Linked DNA regions of Mus musculus: region 1 is linked to region 2. A link is a contact called in public HiChIP or PLAC-seq data. All regions are on one chromosome and are shown on one strand. The core of a region is the stretch at or near the end of the contact, and the rest is flanking DNA. Distances in the headings are between cores, read along the strand shown. Region 1 has its middle 99 kb from the start of Trp63. Region 2 has its middle 170 kb from the start of Trp63.

Evidence for each region. HiChIP or PLAC-seq counts read pairs in DNA pulled down with a chosen protein or histone mark.
Region 1: an H3K27ac HiChIP or PLAC-seq map of embryonic stem cells shows a contact between it and region 2, with 7 read pairs. The contact joins two enhancer-like sites. A contact is called at or near these places in 1 of 15 datasets of contacts at CTCF or cohesin (the NIH/3T3 cell line), 7 of 484 Hi-C or Micro-C datasets (3T3-L1-derived adipocytes, cerebral cortex, cranial neural crest and 4 more) and 2 of 115 datasets of contacts at active chromatin or transcription factors (embryonic fibroblasts and embryonic stem cells).

What each region holds. Positions count from the first base shown.
Region 1 is chr16:25,582,409-25,586,179 of GRCm38.p6, reverse strand. No RefSeq gene overlaps it. Among named protein-coding and RNA genes, the nearest start is that of Trp63, 99 kb to the left of the region's middle. Within about 2 kb of position 1,314, at least 37 of the 459 cell types and tissues checked have an H3K27ac peak or open chromatin away from gene starts, as enhancers often do. A contact at or near this core is called in embryonic stem cells, where this site is marked.
Region 2 is chr16:25,515,731-25,519,312 of GRCm38.p6, reverse strand. No RefSeq gene overlaps it. Among named protein-coding and RNA genes, the nearest start is that of Trp63, 170 kb to the left of the region's middle. Within about 2 kb of position 1,937, at least 8 of the 459 cell types and tissues checked have an H3K27ac peak or open chromatin away from gene starts, as enhancers often do. A contact at or near this core is called in embryonic stem cells, where this site is marked.

The DNA.
Region 1 (3,771 bases), core at 65-2,564, 67 kb before region 2:
TCTTCAAAAAGCATGATTAAAACCTGGAAGGCTGTCAAGGTGCGGATCTTGCTGTGTGGTGCCTGAAGTCAAGGCTTCTGCTGGTCCCTCTCTTGTCTGAATATAGCTGTAGATTACACCACTCTCTCTAGATTTAGTGAAAGTGTGAAAATTTAAAATGTACAAATTCTCAGGTTTCTTATGTAGCTGTGACGAAGCTGGGTTACTTCTCCAGGGTTGCTCTATCTCTGGAAAATGAGAGGGAGATGCTAGCAACTCTGCACTGGTTTAAAGGCAACAAGAGGGCAACAATTGTCTGAGAAAGGAACTGGAAACATCTCCTTGCTCATCTTTTAAGATGCAGTAGCTTTATCTTTGGGCATAGTGTCTGCTTTCAACCCTGTGAGTCGTGGCCATCTTTCTATTGCTTCATATCAGACCCCAGCACATAGCTATCCAGTGACGGTATCCATCATTTAGTGCTTAAGTGCATCTGTGTATCCTAAGGACATAAAGAGTCTGACATGGAGTGAGTGCAGGGTAGGAAGACTATTGGCAAATTGGTGAAAGGATGGGTTGAATGGATGAATACTGATCCACCATACCTTTTATGTCAGCTCAAAATAACAATAAAGCTCTAGTTTGCCCTCACACATTGATTTTTGACAAAGCAATTTTCCCAGGCAGAAAAACTTAAGTTAGATGACCTCGTGGAGCTTTGCCATCTCTCTAACTTCTTGGTTCAACAAGTAATTGAAGGGAATCAATCTCGTGCTGTCTGACAGTTTTGACAGCTGCTGTTCTCGGGATGTCAATGCATGTGCTGTCATTCTGCTTAACAATTTAGAACTGAACAGAGACATATGCACTGCTAGTCACATTCCTCTGGTCTTGCGCCTGCCTCCAGCTCCCCTCTTCTGCCGTGGTTTATCTGCCACCACTCAAGTCAGTGGCATGTGTTTTTAGTGCCTGAACATTGCTTTGGTGCCTTTGTCCGGAGCTGGAGGCAAGATCAGAGCCCATGTTCCCTGAGAATCGCGACACTGCTTTCACAATGGAGTCTCCAGCCTCCTTGCAAACTAAAAGGGCTCCATAAATTTGAGTCTCTTCACATAATAAATGAATCTTTTCTGTGTGTTTAGCCAAGGGAAGGGGATATGAAAGTGAATAAGAGTAATAATAAAAAGCGAGCGAACAGCATGGGTATAATTAAAGTGAATAGCTCACACACAAAAAAAAATAAATCTCTGAACGTTGACTTCCTCCGGGACACACCCCATTACACCCAGACCTCGCCTCAGAAAGGTATGCACAGCTTGACATGCTAATGCAAAGCAAACACCCGCACTCGTGCTCCCAGGGACATGAAGAAGACTGGGTTTGCTTTCTGCAGATCACGGGGCTCAAAGCAACTGGATTTCAAAAATCTCAGTGCTCAGTATGAAACTATATAATCATGTATATTTCCTCAAATCCGTGGGTGGCTTGGGTTTAACGACCAACACGGGAATCTTCCCTGTACCATCAGAGCACATTTTCATCTGTGCCCAAATGAATAGCCAGAAGCTTAGTAGGACTATTTGGGCCCAAGCTATGCTCTGTAGGATTTCCCCCAGAAGCGTTCCTTGCAAAGTATGAGCTCTGAGGGAGCTTGGCTGCTCCAGTCTGGGTGGGGCAGTTCAAATCTGCACGTGCTCCCCTGCAGCTGGGTTAAACACAAGAGCCTGCAGGCGAGAATCTACTTTTCTTTCTCAAGAACATTGAGTCCAAGTCACTCCTGGAATGAAGATTGAGAACTCTTTCCTTATTGCTTTGATTAGCAGAGTTTGGGAACATAGTCTCTGGGTTATTTATAAGCAAGAACAGTGCATGTGGCTCCTTTCTTCAAGAAGGGCTATTTACACAGAAGCTTCTCGTAAGATAGTAGCTGCCCTTTAGGAAAATAAGATTCACCATAAGTTGATTATGGATATGATATGTACAGTTTTTAAATCTTGGTGACTTCACATTCCACTACTTCAATTTCTATATTTTGTTTGTTTGTTTGCTTGGTTTTGTTTTTTTCAATGAAGCATGTATGTTTAAAAGTAGCCAGCTGGACTCAGTTTAGATGATCCAAATTTTGTTGTCAACGTACAAAGCATCATAATCAGGAGTCAGCTGAAATACAGCCCCCCTCTTTCCATCAGACATGAACAGATTGAGTTGACCATATCAATGTCATTGAATTTCTTCAAACCCTGTCTGATCTGGTGTTTGTTGGGTTTGGCATCCATACTAGACACAAATATGTCATCTTCTATCTGCTTCTTGGCTGACTTGGAGGTCACTGGGAACTTGAATGATGGTACAATGGGCAAACTTGTTTCTCTTGGGAGAATGCTTGTAGAGGAATGCTTCTGGAGTGGCAGTGTCTTGGGCAACGAGAAAGTAAGTATGTAATGTGTGGATCTTCTGTGGGTCGAGGGGGGGGTGGGTTTGAATGCCCTTCTAGAGCTGTTTTCTTGGGTTTCAATGACCTTCACTTGGCTTTGGTACAGAGGCTTCCTTCTTTGCTTTGGGAGAAGTTTCCTGTCAGTGCCATCAGGCTTTTCTAGAGAAGCAGGGGTGGGGTTTTTATATTTGCATAGTGAAATATGACTACTGAGTTGTATTTAGGTATAGAACCTTTCCCAGCTTGAAGTGCTATGAACCCAGAAAACACTGGACGACCAAAGCCACCCAGAGCCAGTGATTTTTAGGTTCTTGTCTTGCACATCCAAAGAATAAGATTCACAGACAACAGAATATTAGTTTTGGAGCGACTTTTATTATAGATTCATAGGTGAAAGCTTAAAGAGAGATAAAAAGGGCATTTGAGGTAAACCTGCGGTCAGTCATACGGCAATAAATTGTCATATGATGGGAAGACGGGCTCCAGAAAAAGAGAAAGGAAGTCCAGAGTGCCAGAAAAAGTGTAAGTGGGCACTGGCCAGGATCTAACAGAAAGAGACAGAAGAGAAACACAAGGGAATTATACTCTTCTGACTCAGGACTCAGAGAGGCAGGTATGTCTAAGGGAACCACAGGACAGCTCCTAGGGTCTATGCTAGGGGTTGCGATTTCTAGGAAGGAAAAGTGCATTAGCTCATTAAAGGGAAAGTTAGTCTTTCTATCTCTTTTGCATGGCTTAAGGTGAATCTGCCTTTCTAAGAGATGGTCTCTTGACCAGGTGATTGACATTCCTGTCCTGATTAACTCTATGGGAGCTAAGGATGCCATGTGCTCATCCAGAGGGACATTTCATCATTTTGGCTAGGAGGTACTGTGACAATTGCTTTACAGCATTTCTTATCCTGGGAAAAAGAATACATAGGAGTGAAGTATGGTTTAAGTATGAATTTTCTCTCCCCCCCCCAGCATTTAATACTATCAGTCTGTTGACCCACCCACCCCCTATCTGCTACCTTCATGTGGATAAATGTCTTTCACACAGAGATTCTACAGTCTACTATTCTTGGTATACCAGTTGAGAATTGGCTGGCAAACTCAAAAGGAAATGCATAGATCTGAAGTCACTAAGAGTTCAAGCCATTCTTTTTCAACTGTTTCTAAAGAGATTTTTTTTCTTCTGTCTCTTATGTCATATTTAATATTTACAGTGTTAACCATATTTATCATGGAATTCTGAAAATACGTTAAAATAAAACAAGATTAATTGCTCTCAGCATTGAACCCTGTTTACATGTGAGTGAGTCACTTGAGTCTTAGAGGCCAATGTTCTCCTGTTGAGAGAACATTGAAGCATTGCTA
Region 2 (3,582 bases), core at 688-3,187:
ACCCAAGTTTAAAACAATTTATTATCTTTAAAATCAATATTAGAAGCATTACTATCATATTACGAAGTTTGGATGTCAATTAATACCTATGAATACCTATTAAAGCAAGCTTTAATGCTTTAATAAAGAGACATTGCTTTAAATCTTATTTTAAATTTTACTATTTAGGATACGAACCATATTAATTATTACCTAAACTAGAAATATCTTTAGAGACCCAGCCTCTTGGGCTGCCTTATGCCATGTGTTGGAAGGACTCTAAACTTGAGTTATCAAATTTAACACTAACCATCTGTAGCAATGTAACAATTATTAATCTTAACCAACAACTTATGAGCTGATTGTGAAAACACTTAGAGCACATTACCAATAAAAAAGAACCAAATGAAGCAGTTACATTTAGACCAATCAGAGAATAATAATTTTTGTAGCTACAATCATAAAATAAAAAACACTTTACCATTGTCAAACACATTAATCATGAACCATTTATTAGCTTTTTTACTCTGAAACTTAGAGGCTGTGCACTCGCCCTTATTTTCTAAAACGAACAGTTTTTCCAGCAGGGGCCCTCTCGCCACGTGTCTGATTCCTGGCTGAAACACGTGGCAGCTCTCGGCTTTGCAGATAAAGTTTTTTATACCATCTTTATTATCCAACACAAAACATAGAACATTCATTCATACAGACTGGACACGAACATACATGAATCGAACACGAGAACAGATTGGTGCACCGGACATTAGACAAGACACAAAAGGTAACAGAGTACTCCTGCTATAAGGCCCAGAGAGATATTTCTCTCTGCTTTTTGGGACATTTTCCTCCCTTATGATGCATTTTTTATTAACTGGGGCAATCCGCCTATTCCTTTTAATAAACCCTTTCTTTTCTCACACCTCATGTAGCTTCGGAGAGCTACGGCCTACCGCCTGATCCATGACTTTAAACCCTTTCTTCTTCCACCTAAGCAGCTTCCTAAAAAGCTGCGGCTAACCTGCCTGTTTCCGTTTCTAGTTCCGATTAACACGCTGCTGACCCAAGCAGAACCAGCGTTGGGTTAGCACTGATTCAAGCTTAATTCGTATCCTACCGCATCCTCAGCAACACTTTACAAAACTGAAATTTTAAGCTAGCGCTAGCATGTGTACCTGTCCGTTGCTCCGATGTCCGATACGAAGATCCTTTCCTGTGGAGCTCCAATGCAGCGTTCCTCTTAGCATCTCTCTGCCATTCTTCAGGTCCCAGTTCCGGCGCCAAAATGTTGCGGCCGCCAGCAGCTCGCAACGTGAACGGTTCGACTGAGAAGGCCGCTCGAGCTGTAAGAGAGGAATCTAGACGGGGCAAAAGAAGAAATGTAGCCAAGACAGTTACTCTGATCAAGGCTCAAATTTTATTGTTGCGACACTAGTTATGAAGGAAGGGGGAGGGGACCCGATTCCCGCCGAATAATCTCTGGTCCAGTAGAAAGGTGCACGTGTGTGGCTCCTCAGGTTCCAGCAGTGGGCGTGGTAGAACGAATGAGCAGGAAGCTCCACCCCGAGCAAGCAGGTTTCAGGCTGGGGGAGGGGAGACTACAGGCTTATAATTCTCAAACTACCCACAGTGTGGTATAGTCTCCTTCTGCTGCCTGTGAATGAAGATGTAGCCAGAACTCTCAGATCTTCCTACAACACTGTCTAGCTTCATGCTGCCATGTTTCTTGCTATGATGATAATGGACTTATCCTCTGAAACTGTAAACCAACCCCAATTAAATGTTTTCTTTATAAGAGTGGTCATGGTGACTCTTAAACAGCAATAGAAACCCTAAAACAGTTTGTATGTATTTTGCTTTTACTTTTGAACAGAATCACAAAACACTCTTTGTCCTTCCTGTCTAAGGTGAGTCTTGTAAACAGTAGTCATATATAATGGTCCTATCTCCCTAAGAAAAGGGCAGTCACTTTACATTTCAAAGCCCAGTAGGCCCCCACCCACCCACCCACCGAGCCTACTTTTGTAACCTTCTATGTGTTGACTTCTCCTCAACCACTAGCAGGCCTGTGAATATCAGACTGTTTTCATAGCACAGAGGAATTGTCCTCAACTGTGCCCTACCAAACCAACGCCTTCTGCCAGCATGCACAAAACCACAGCCTTTCAATTTACCAGTTGTTGACTGAACCTTAGCTCCCACCCAGCTTTGCCATTAAGTATGTTGCCATTTATTTATCAACCCCTCCATTAGGGAGAATTAATTTCATTCCTGCTTCAGAAGGTGTATTACACAGGATGTGCTATGAAGAAACACCATGTCCAAAAAGCAAGTTGGAGACACTTCCATATCACAATCCATTATTGGGGCAAGTCAGGATGGAAACATAAGCAGGGTTGGAACCTGGAGGCATAAGCTGATGCAGAGACCATTTAGGGATGTGGCTTACTGGCTTGCTTCCCCTGGTTTGCTCAGCCTACTTTCTTATAGAACTCAGGACCACCAGCCCAGGGACAACACCATCCACAATGGGCATGGCCCTCCCCTATTGATCACTAATTGAGATAATGCCTTACTGCTAGATCTCATGGACACATTTCTTCAACTGAGGTTCTATCCTGTCTAATTATACTAGCCTGTATCAAGTTGACACACAGAACCAGGCAAGACAGAGTGATGGTTGACAAAGATGTCAAGGTTATGAGGTCAACAGACTTGGAACAATGGAGACAGTTTCTAGGTATTTTAAAATCAGAGGAGAAAAAACTTTTATCTCTCATGGGGTGATGCCATGATTCCCCAGTAAGTATGATAGCTATCGAAATTTCAGCCATCTTGCTACAGCTCTGGAGGTGACATAAAAAGACACAGGAAGCCAGAGATCAAATAATTGGTTCTGATTTTGAACCTGAAGCCATGTGTCAGACAGCTACTGTGTGGAACGATATGTTCTTTCTTGTCCTTCTTTGTCTCTTTGGAGGCGTCAGTCTATTTTCATCCACGTGTTTCCTGACATAGCAGTATAGACTGTATATTTACTATACACTTTCTATTTTCCCATTACAGGGAGATTTCTGTTCCCTCTATAACAATGACATTAATCATTAATTACTTGTTTGTTGTTGCTACAATATGTATAGGGAAGGTATGATAAATATTGTAACTAAACTTTTAATATTTCTGCACTTAGCATATACAGTATTATATTTTATTACACTACTTTTAAAACAATAGTTGTGTTGCTGATTCGCCTTCCCTGGTCTTTGTCCCTATACCCCTAACACCCTCTTGTACTGTCCCACCATCCCCATAGCCTCTTTCTGCTTCCATGTCCCACGTATCCTCTCCATCCCCTTTTTATTTCCCCCTCTCCTCCCTCTTACTTCTGGCCAACTTTCTAGTTTCATAGCCCATACTCATGCCAACTTATATGCATATACATAATTATTATGAACTAGGATCCACATATGAGAGAGAAGATGAAATTTTTCCTCTCTTAATCTGAGTTACCTCACTTAATATAAATCTCCCCAGCTTCTGATGCTAAGGTCCTATTCCCCAGTTGCTTCTTGATTTGTCAATAAAGAAAACCAGGGGATAATTGCT